Linked DNA regions of Hordeum vulgare: regions 2 and 3 are each linked to region 1. The links are chromatin contacts, called in public Hi-C maps. All regions are on one chromosome and are shown on one strand. Each heading gives the region's core, a stretch centred on a gene start, on an enhancer-like site or on the middle of the called end of the contact. The rest is flanking DNA. Distances are from core to core; before and after follow the strand shown.

What was found. Hi-C and Micro-C count contacts between places; a contact is called where the count stands out from the background.
Region 2: a contact with region 1 is called in a Hi-C map of leaf, with 2.4 times the contacts expected there. The contact joins the promoter of LOC123427120 here to the enhancer-like site in region 1. A contact is called at or near these places in 2 of 6 Hi-C or Micro-C datasets (leaf and seedling).
Region 3: a contact with region 1 is called in a Hi-C map of leaf, with 2.2 times the contacts expected there. The contact joins the promoter of LOC123427119 here to the enhancer-like site in region 1. A contact is called at or near these places in 2 of 6 Hi-C or Micro-C datasets (leaf and seedling) and 1 of 1 datasets of contacts at active chromatin or transcription factors (embryo).

What each region holds. Positions count from the first base shown.
Region 1 is chr2H:543,999,301-544,002,899 of MorexV3_pseudomolecules_assembly, reverse strand. No RefSeq gene overlaps it. Among protein-coding and RNA genes, the nearest start is that of LOC123430472, 61 kb to the left of the region's middle. Within about 2 kb of position 1,554, at least 2 of the 3 cell types and tissues checked have open chromatin away from gene starts, as enhancers often do. A contact at or near this core is called in leaf, where this site is marked.
Region 2 is chr2H:544,204,088-544,207,686 of MorexV3_pseudomolecules_assembly, reverse strand. It overlaps LOC123427120 (splicing factor U2AF-associated protein 2), which reads right to left and starts at 1,848. Exons shown (of 13, transcript XM_045111077.1): 1 at 1,613-1,848; 2 at 748-876; 3 at 429-652. The coding sequence starts at 1,697.
Region 3 is chr2H:543,862,482-543,866,080 of MorexV3_pseudomolecules_assembly, reverse strand. It overlaps LOC123427119 ((+)-neomenthol dehydrogenase-like), which reads left to right and starts at 1,708. Exons shown (of 4, transcript XM_045111075.1): 1 at 1,708-1,875; 2 at 1,993-2,254. The coding sequence starts at 1,844.

The DNA.
Region 1 (3,599 bases), core at 305-2,804:
TCATGAACTTTTTCTGTGAAATAGTGAATATTTTAGCTCGTGAACTTTTTCAAATGCATGAACTTTTCCAAATTGCTGAGTTTTTTCCAAAATTTGTGAACTAATTTATTTTGACAACTATTTTTCCCAATTTTGTAAAAAAAAAATCTAAACTTTTCAAATTTGTGAACTTTTATCTGATTTCTGAACCTTTTTCCAAAAACAATGAACTTTGTAAAATTTACAATTTTTTTTAATTATGTGTTTTTTAGTTTGCGTTTTTTTTTAAAGTGTGAATTTTGACGAGTTCATTATTTTTTTCATATCGACAAACCTTTTTTGAATTCGTGAGCTTTTCCAAATTTTTAGGAACATTTTTTTTGAAGTTTTTGCATTTTCTCGAAAAGTCGACAATCAACAGTGGACCGGTCAACCATGACGGGTCAACTATCGATCGAGCTACCAGTGAATCCGGAGAAGCGGCAGGTTACGAGGGATCACTCGCCTAGTTATGCCAGCCCATGGAGCAGGGCGGATAAGCGCTGCCTTGCACTGAAGGCACGGAGAAGGAGGTCTCTAATCTTGGTGGTTGTACCGGATATTCGATTGGCACATGAAATCATAGATCATAGGAACACTTTTACTTTCTGTAATTGTTCATGAGTTTATGAGCCTAAATTCCGAGGCTCATAATTTAACGAAGCATATTATTAGATTAAAGAATGATGATCGTCTTTCATACTTGTAAACGTTGTTTGAGTTAAATAAAACTTCACGGGATTGTTTTGAAAAAAAAAAACAAATATCCGCTTGGCATGGACGCCCCGACACGCGCCTCTCATGGGAGAAATTAGTTCCGTCTAGTCTAGGCTTCCAGGCATTTTAAACGGATCATCCATCTTGGTTTCGTGTACTGCATGCCGACAACTAGTGGTACCATGTGTACGTTGCCTAGGGACGTAAATGGCAAATAAACGACACCCGTAAGTCCTTTTTAATTAGCTTTAACCTGCTCCATAGTTTTATCTTTCTAAACAAAATTTTGAACCGTAAAATTTGTAGTGGTTTTAAAGGGGATTAAACGGACCCAGTTCCCTCCCTAACATTGCCATCCCTAAGTTCCTAGTCGTCCCATGCTTAATGATTCGACGTGACCATCAGTTTAGTCCGCCCGGCACCCGCACCCCAGAGAGATGAGAAGACGATGACATGATCGCCCTGCCTTGGATTATTGTTACTCGTAATAAGTAAATAAACGGTGCGTGATTGTGTGGCGTTCGCGCATTTCTTCCATCTGTCTGCAATCATATGATCATCCGCACAATGACTAACAGGGGAAGCCTAATGTTGCGCTAGTGATACTAGAACTAATTAAGAGCACAGCACATGGTCGGCATTTGTCTCATGTGCAACTAAACTATGCCATCTCCGTCCAGAATGGACGGTCGGCCGTGCACCGGCTCCGTTTCTTTCGCAAACAAATATATATTCCGTACGCAATCAACCGCTCCGTCTTACCTAACATTATAAGGTGCCAGTGATTAGTGAGTGATGACAGCGAGGTCCACTTGGAGATCAACTACGTACGTCCATCCAGCCTAAAGTGGTTAGCCTCTAGTGATGTACTACGTGATTAACCTTGCGCGCTTGCACTATCTCGCTTTGTTTTGATAGGCTTGGACTGAAGAGACGTCAACTAGCGGGCACTAGCTCGTGAAATAGATGGGAAATTCATGCTACGACCCAATGCACGTGGATATACTCATCCCGAAATCAACGCTTCTTCCGTTTCCTCATACGGGAAAGAAAACGCATGTTACTTCAGATATTGCCGCGACCCGTCAATTCCAGCGGTGAACACCTTAGCCAGCTCCCCTGGTTCCATATTTGTTTTGAACTTTTTCCTTTGTGGAAACAAGATGTGGCTTTTGCGACGCAGAAAATCCACCAAGTTGTTGATGTGCTTTGTGATTTAGTTATCTCGGTAGATACACGCACTTTATAGTGGTCGATGTCATAATTTATGACTTGCAATTTTTATTTTTATTTTGGATGTTGTGATTTGCAATTTTCGAGCTTGGTGAGTGGTGATACGGTGTGTCTAATCAGAGAACGACCTAAGCATTCGTGGAGCAAAGAAAAAGAAAAAGAAGAGAGAAATAGAAAAGATTGGGGCAGGTAGCGATCACGCGCGCGACGCAACACGCACACAACAATCATCCAAACCAAAGCAAACTGAGCAACGCGAAAGGCACTATCCTATCACTAGCGACTACTGTCTCTATTTTAGAATATAAGGTGTATCAATTTTTGTACAAGTCAAATCTGTGTTTGATTAAGATTATAGAATAAAATACCAACATCTTTAATGTAAAATAAATAAAATATAAAAAATAATTTTCATGATGAATCTAATGATACCAATTTGATATTGTAGATATTGGGATATTTTTCTAAAAAATTAATCAAACATGTACATGTTTGACTTTAAGAAGCAATACACCTTATATTTTAAAACGGCGATGTACCATTGACTAGACCTTAACAATATAAAGACAACTCCAATGTTAATCACCCTTCAAAATAGGACATCATTAAATGACCGTTGACATGTTTTTTCGTCTTCCCTTCCTCCTAGTCTTTTTTTCATCTCCCCTTTCACCTGTTTTTTTCGTCTTCCCTTCCGCCTAGTCTTTTTTTTCATCCATTTTTTTGCTCCCAACGATCTTGCACGTGAACAAACGAACCACGGAAGAAAACCTAGCAAACCCACCTAACCAAAAACCTACAAACCTATCCCTTCTCCTCCCGAGCCGCTTGCACGGGTGGCTTTGGAGGAGCCAACCCTAGCGAGCAACCCCTACTGCACAGGTGGCTAATTATGGGACTCCAATGTTAATCACCCTTCATAATGGGACATCATTAAAAGACAAGAATATGCTAGAAAGAACAACGTGTACGCCATCCAACCACAAACATCAAATGTCCACTTCTATTTTTTCCTATACCTAGATTAGCCAAAACATAAATACTCCATCCGATCCATATTAATTGTCGTTTTAGTACAACTTTGATTGGAGAAAGTAACATAATGGTTAAGCAATTGAAATATAAATGTTACAATGCAATAATAATTCCATTAAAAATATGGCAATCCAAACGTAAAGTTTGGAAATCGAATGGTTTGTGTTGAATTCATCTTAGTCGAACACATGTTGTGGTTGTCTATATGAAATGCCCAAAGATGCTCAACCAGATCATTCTGCAGCTGATTATGACTTTCTCGATGTCGAATTTGATGATGCATTTGGATAAAATATTCAAATTTTGTGGATTCTTCTATAGAAGCAAGGTAGGATCACCCACGTTTTGAAATCCTAGATCATGGTAATCTCACTTACTATGATCCTCCACAGTCATGTTATGCATGATTACACAGGTTGTCATCACCTTTTAAAATATTTATGTATAGTTTAGTAGGTCCATGAACAACTATAAAGTGGGTTCAGAGCACTTCAAATGCCTTCGCGATATTCTTTCTAACATATTCTTGTCTTTGGGCAAAATGACAACTTTGTTACCCCTTGGTTTGGAGATGGTGTTAAGAAAGTCACTCACGG
Region 2 (3,599 bases), core at 599-3,098, 200 kb before region 1:
ATAATCAATGAGAATGTACGCTGTAAAGTTAAAAGAGGCTTCGTTTCTCTAAAGTTGCCTATACAAAGGATATATATCCATACATACTCCAGTTTACTTCATTTAAAGGCCAGCTAGAAGGCTGTTTCGGAGAGAAAGATAGCACCGATACTCATGTCCAGGTTAAAATCTTACCATGGAGCAGGTAAGACTAATATATGGCACAAGCCCATCAGAAGATTACCTTTGACATGAAAAGACTAAGGTGCCACATGCCATGTAATAAATTTCCCGAACTAACAAGCCCTATACGCTAATAAATTATGAAGCTGAGATAGTCGGTACTTGTTCCACTATGTGGTTACAGCTAAGTGATCAGAAATCCTGAATTTTCATCTGACAATGGTTATCTAGAAAGCGTAGCGTTGGAATGGAAAAGCAACACTTACTTGAGGAACCATTGCCCTCAGAGTGCGATCCCACTTGTAGATGGTGCCGTCATCATCAGTAAATTCTTCCACACCATCTGGTGGGGATGATGGTCGCTCATCGGGATCATCAATGACATGCTCTTTGCTTAAGTCACCATCTGCAGCCTTTGCTTTCAGCGCTTCCACCTCCGACTCGGCTTCTATAACCTCCTTCTGGAATTTCTTGAAATCATCTTCAGTTTCTGAACAAACCATTTCAAAGAGCGTCAGGAGATACTTGAAGAGAACCATATGGAATTTCCATTAAAGGGAATGTAGAAAGCCCTAAGCTCCTAACCTTGTTCAGGTTGATCCTTCTTTGTGACCCCGGGATGCAGCTCTGGAATCGAAGATAGTGGTGTCCATTCACTCCTCCCCTCTGCCCAGAGCATTGTGCTCTCGTTGAGGTACCCATTAGCAAAATGATCTGTAAAGGGAGCCAAGTTCCTCAAATCCAGATCACAACGAAAACAAGACGCGTAGATCTTCAGAAAGTAAAAGAGCTAATAGCGGCAATTCTGAAGCAATATGCGCCCAAAAACAAGCGAGCAACCTCACAACATGGCATAAACCCTATCTCGCAACCTGCCAGTGCTAACAACTATACTAGCTGCAATCCTGAAACAATATGTGCCTACAAAACAAGCAAGCAACCTCACAACGTGGCATAAACCCTATCTCGCAACCTGCCGGTGCTAACAACTCATCGATGTTATCCAGCTTTGGAGTTAGGAACTATAACACAACAGTGGTGGATGATGCAGTGAATGTCACTGTAGAATGATACATACACTCTACGGATAACCTCACAGCACCGAATTCAAAACTGTCATCTCGGCTACTTACATTACTTCCATATCCACTGAAGCATCAATTTACTGGTTACAGAGGAAATTGCGAGCTTATGAATAACACGCCCAATTGACAGGATCAAACAATACCAGGTACTGGGATTCGCGCCACCTCACATTCAGACTCGACACTTGCTGATACTCACAGGAAATACAAACTAGCGAATAGGGGGCCTTCCGGATTGCAGCAAGGCCGCACGCGAAATTTCTCTGATTTTGCGAGGATTCAATCCCAGCTTGCGAGCTACCGGCGTCCGCATTTCTACTAGTAGGTATAGCGAGAAGATTGGGTGTCGAAGGGGTAGGAGGTACCTCGCAGCTCTGAGAGCGCGTAGGGGCCGACGTGCTCCTGGCTCGGGCCGAGCACGTACCAGCCCACCTCGCCACCGCCGTCCATGGACCTCCACGCGCGGGGAGCGGAGGCTGGGGCCGGAGATTCCGGTATCGTCGCCGCAGGCGATATGAAATCGCTTTCGTGAAGCCACCGCCGGAGAGGGGGAGGAAATTTTGGGGGCTGGGGTTTCCAGAGTGGTCTAGACCTGGGTCCAGCCCGTGCCCTCCGTGGGAAGCCGCTGCCGTCCGATCAAGAGAGTTTCACGATCAATGTCGGTCCAGACCACACATCTGTCAAGTTTTTTTCCTTTCTTTCGAGAATTTCATACACCTGTAAGCTATCCTGAGAATAGTTGCGTCAAAGAGTGAAAATATAAACGGTTTTGCTCTTTATCGTCCGGCTGAAATGCAAATCTCCTTTCATTCAAAATTTAGGATTTGTGTTATTTTTTGTCGCAACCTCATATTTCGAACATGTCTTTCTTTTCGGATTCCCCGTTAGCTATCTATTATTGGTTGTCTTTCTTTTAGTGTTTCATATTTTTCACTCGTGCCACTTCATTATCCTCTTATTTATTTTACATTATTTTAAAAAGAAATAAATAAAACTGTGTGTAAAGACAAAGAGAACAAAATAAAGAAACGACTACCTCGTTCTTTTTTACATGGTGATTCTCGTGGCTTTGAGTGTTTGTGCTTCAGTTTTTTTCTCCCGCCATAAATTCATGTTGGATGTAGCGATCTATTAGCACGTTTGCTCATCCCTCCTCTTGCTTCTTTTGATTTTATCGTGCATGTTCATTTTTAGATCCCTTTTCGATTTGTTTAGGTTGCCCTGCCCCTCCCTCCCAATTCCTAGGATTGGTAGGTGTTCATGTGTGATGTGACCTTTTTTATCACCTTGTTTTCAGGCGATTCATGTAGAGGGTCTTCGTTCTAGTTGTTCTATTTCGTTTGGGTTGGGATTGTCTTTTTTTTAGGGTTTGTAGTTGTTGAACGGGGCTTTGTAGCTATAGATGCATTTGGTTCAGTTAATTGTGCTTAGCCTAGAGCTGGGATTTGTTAGATTCTGCTGGTTTCCTAGCCGATGAAGCAAGAATGTATTTACCTTATATGCTACTGTGTTATGTTGTCTTTGCGGTGGCTGATTTTTGTGGTTTTGCATGTTCGGAATCTGGCGATTAGGTTTGTTCGTGGTTTGTTTAGTGCAAGTTTACGAGGTTACTATAGTAACTGGGAGGGGTGTTGTGTTTAATTGGAGTATTTGATGTGTTGGATAGAGTTTATGTATGCATGTAATTGTAGGTTTTGTAATGTGTCATTCTACAATGATAATGCTTGGTAGCTACTTTCTTTATACTAGATTAATGTGTGCCACTTGCAATGTTTATTCTGTTGAAGACATCCTATTTCAATATGTAATTATTAGCTTAATGATGTGTTTCTTCTTTCATTTGTCAGATATCAACATTAAGTATAATTGAGTTGACCCTGAGATCTCATGATTCATTTTTTCATATTGTTTATAGGTGTTATGTTTTAGGGATGTGATGTGGTGTTATTGTTTTTGTTCCTTCCATGTTGGTGTTGTAACTTGTATGCATGTGTTTGTATGTAACTATTTAGTGAGGTGGTTGATGGTGTGCTACACCGGGGGTGAACTATCATGTGACATTCCGAACAGTTGGAAGACCCCAATGGCTAGCAGGCAACGCCTTTCTTGCAGGCCTCCCGCAACCCGACCTCGAGCAAACATTCGCTAATCTACGTTGGTTCAACATGAAGTTGAACCCAGAAAAGTGTGTTTTCGGGGTTTTCTCAGGCTAGATCCTCGACTTCATCATCTCTCAACGAGGCATAGAAGCAAACTCGAAAAACATTACGGCCATCATTGAACCCAAGACGCCAGAAATAGTATGTGAAATCTAGAAGCTTGTTGGATGTGTGGCTGCCCTAAGCCGGTCCT
Region 3 (3,599 bases), core at 459-2,958, 140 kb after region 1:
CTCAGCGCCCAGGGCCCATCGACATATCTTCTTCCTCAGCTCCGGGGTACATCTTCCGCCTTCACCATCCTTTGCTTTGGAAGTGGTGCCCGGTCACCGTGGGGTCCCTGAGCCCGCGTCGTGGCAGGGGCGCACGAGGACGCATAAGTCCGAGGTGCGTGCAGCCCGACGCAAGCGGCGGCGGGCGAGGGAGAGGAGGGAGGCGCTCACCATTGCTCTGTGACAACGGCGGAGATGGACGAGTGCCTTCCCCCCTCAAGAATGCCGAAGCGCTCCGACCCGACATCAAGTTGTTGGAGTGCGAGGCAAACAAGAAGGCGGCGGCGAAGGCGAAGGCGGCGACGAAGGCGAAGGCATCTCGCCATGCCGAGGAGCAAGCCTGCCTATTCCACACGCGATCGGGCATGAGGTGCAGCTACGATAGCTCGGACGACTGCACCTCAAGCTCCGACGATGACACACCTCCGCACGCCGACGCCTACATGGAACAGGGGCGCAGCCGCGTCGACGACTGGAATGGGAAGGGGTCGGCGAGGAAATGGTAATTTCCTCTGCCTTTCCCATGCTATGTTTATACGTTTAGTATGTTTTATGTACTTTGTTCTATGGATTTGCCGATGAATTATGTCCCTTTTGTCCAAGGATGCAATGCGATTCGATGAACTATGTGTTGATCTATTTTTACATAACGTAGCATGTGTGTATGGTTTTGAGAGTTTTTTTTGTTTTGAAGACGATTTTAAGGATTCGGTTATAAAAGGCACGGATATGAAAGACAATAAATGAGATGCGCCCTCACGCGTCCGCAAATGTTTGAGGCCCAAGTTTGTAAGGCCACTTCCAATGCAAATGTGTTTAGATGAGGTGCTAAGACCTTGTACAATGCTAGGTGTTTAGAAAAAATAAACCATTTTTTTCTGAAGCATCAGTGCCTATTTCTACATGAGAGACGCCTAACTAAGCGTCTACCGAGTACAAATAAGCACCGGTGCTTAAGAAAAGCCTGATTTATTTCTCTAAACACCTCCCTTGAGCACCCTGCATTGTACAAGGCATAAGTGCGTTAAATAGCTTAGCAACTCAACTCTGCAAATGCATAGGTGCTTAGTTTGTTGTTGGTGAGCTCATTTTATTTATTGACTTAACAACTAAACTCTTTCATGTAGTATTGGCCAACTTCTTTTATTTAAGTGCTTTGCCTAGGTTTACGTGTTTAGCATTGGTTCTTCCTCGGGTCATCAAAGTACTCTCTCTTTTTCTTAATTATTGTGCCATGTCATGTTTTTTCTTAGAGCGTCGTTAATAGTTTAGCCAGCTACCGGCTATAAGACATTATCAATGTCATCTATACCCATCTTATAGCCAATATATATAATAGTTAATTAGAAAATTGTACTACTTTTTTATTATATGACATACTTTTACTCTTATAAAGTGCCTAGAAGTACATGCTAGATCGGGCTCTTAGCTAAGAGTCCGTTTATCTTTTATTTTTTTTCTTCAACTAAAAAAATATACTAATTTATTTCTTATAACCAACTGATTTAATTTTATTGTACTTACTCTTGTGTGACATGCTTAGCAGCTATCCATGGTAAATATGGCATAGGTTCCGGCTGGAGATGCAAGCGGCAGCCGCAGGCAGCCGCGGGTACTGAACAGGAGCAGATAGATACCACTCGCGCGTGTGGTGTATAAATATCTCTCTCCCGGAGTCCCCGCCGTCCCACTCCCACCCAGCTTGCTCGCGGTCAGCCAGTCCAGCCAGCCCCGGCGACTCCACCACCTGCGGACCTGCCCCTCCCTGCAGTTGACCCGCGCGACGCGCTGCCCGTCACCTCAGATGGACTACTCCAAGGAGCCGTCTCCCACGCGGTAAATCAATCCATCAATCCTTCCCGCCTTCCCCGCGATTCGCCTCCTCCCGCGCGCATTCCTGTTTTCTGCCTGCGCGACCGGATTGATGGCTGACGCGGGCGGTGGCGCGTGCAGGGCGTGGTGGTCGAGGGACACGGTGGCCGTGGTGACGGGCGCGAACCGGGGCATCGGCCACTCGCTGGCCGCGCGGCTCGCGGAGCACGGCCTCACCGTCGTGCTCACCGCGCGGGACGGCGAGCGCGGGGAGGCCGCCGCCGCGCCGCTCCGGGACCGCGGCCTCCCCGTCGCCTTCCGCCGCCTCGACGTCTCCGACCCCGCCTCCGTCGCCGACTTCGCCACCTGGCTCCGCGACACCGTCGGCGGCCTCGACATCCTGGTACGTACTACTACGAACCACCGCCGCCTCCCCCTTCATCCTCCTCGGTGTCCGCATCTCCCCCGCACAGAGCCAAACCCTCGGAGCACCACACCAAAGTTATTCCCATCCCACCTTTGCCATGGATGGGATGGGATGGATGGATCGGCCATGAATATCCTCCACGCACAGACGCTGCGCATCGTCGTCCGTAGCGCTCTCGCTTTGCATCGGATCAGGCAGAGCCGGCCCGGTCCCGTTTCACACTGCATTATTGCGCTCCCTGTCTCGGACGGGGCACGCAACACAACAGCCAGCTCCACGGCCCGTCAGCGCCGCGACCAACGGAATAAAAACGTCACGTCACTCTCAGCAAAGCCGCGCGGAGTGGCAGGCGGGGTACGGCGTGCGTCCGACGGCCTTCCGTCCCCCGCTCGTCATCCGGGCCGTCTGCGCCGGCAGCCGGACAGCGACCGACGGCCGGCCGGCAGCCACAGCCCGGTCAGAGCTCTGTCCACGACGATGTGTCGTGGTCTCGTGGAATATATATGTAGCTTGTCGGTACAGTGCGCGTCTACACCTAGTTGGTTTGGTTTGGCTTCGGTCCGGAGAGGCGGAGATCCACCCCAGCACTCAACTTAGTCATGTGTCCGTCGATAACCCGCACCAGTCACAAGATCTTGCTTTTACGAAGTTCATATGTCTCGTTGACTAGGAGTGGGAGATACTACTAATAATGCGCATGATCACACCGTTTGTTTACCGGCGTTTTATCTTGATTTTACGGATTGTTTTGCACTAAAGATTCTTCTGTGTGAATTTGGTCAACCTTTGCGTAGTCATATATTCAGAGTTTCAGACATTTCTAACTTTGAACTATTCAGATTTATATACCGCATGTCTTGTTGAACAGTTCAGATTTTTTATATTCTTGCGATCTTAACTGAAAATTTACAAAAGTTCATGAAGTTACCCAACTAAAATCAGACTCCCCGGTCTACTCCTTAGTTGCAGCAGACGGACGCCATCTTGTGAGCGAGCCGCAGCCGACCCAAAGGGTACTTTTCAAGCACACTGTTCTTGCGAACCAGCAGATTGTAACCCAATCAGTGGTCCATAGCAGAATGTAATGAATGTTAACACGGTTCACTGCCCCACTCAAGCTGAGTTAGGACTTCCATTCCACTTAATCATGTGTTGGCCCACGCCCATCTATGCCGTCATGCCATCATCTGATGCTGAAAACTTTTTGAAAGCATACTTGATCTCTGAGACTTCGAGAGTGAAAGGCACAGCGCACCACATACTACACCAGTCATCAGTCGCTAGTGCTGTTTCCATTTCTAGCTCGGACATTAAACCGACG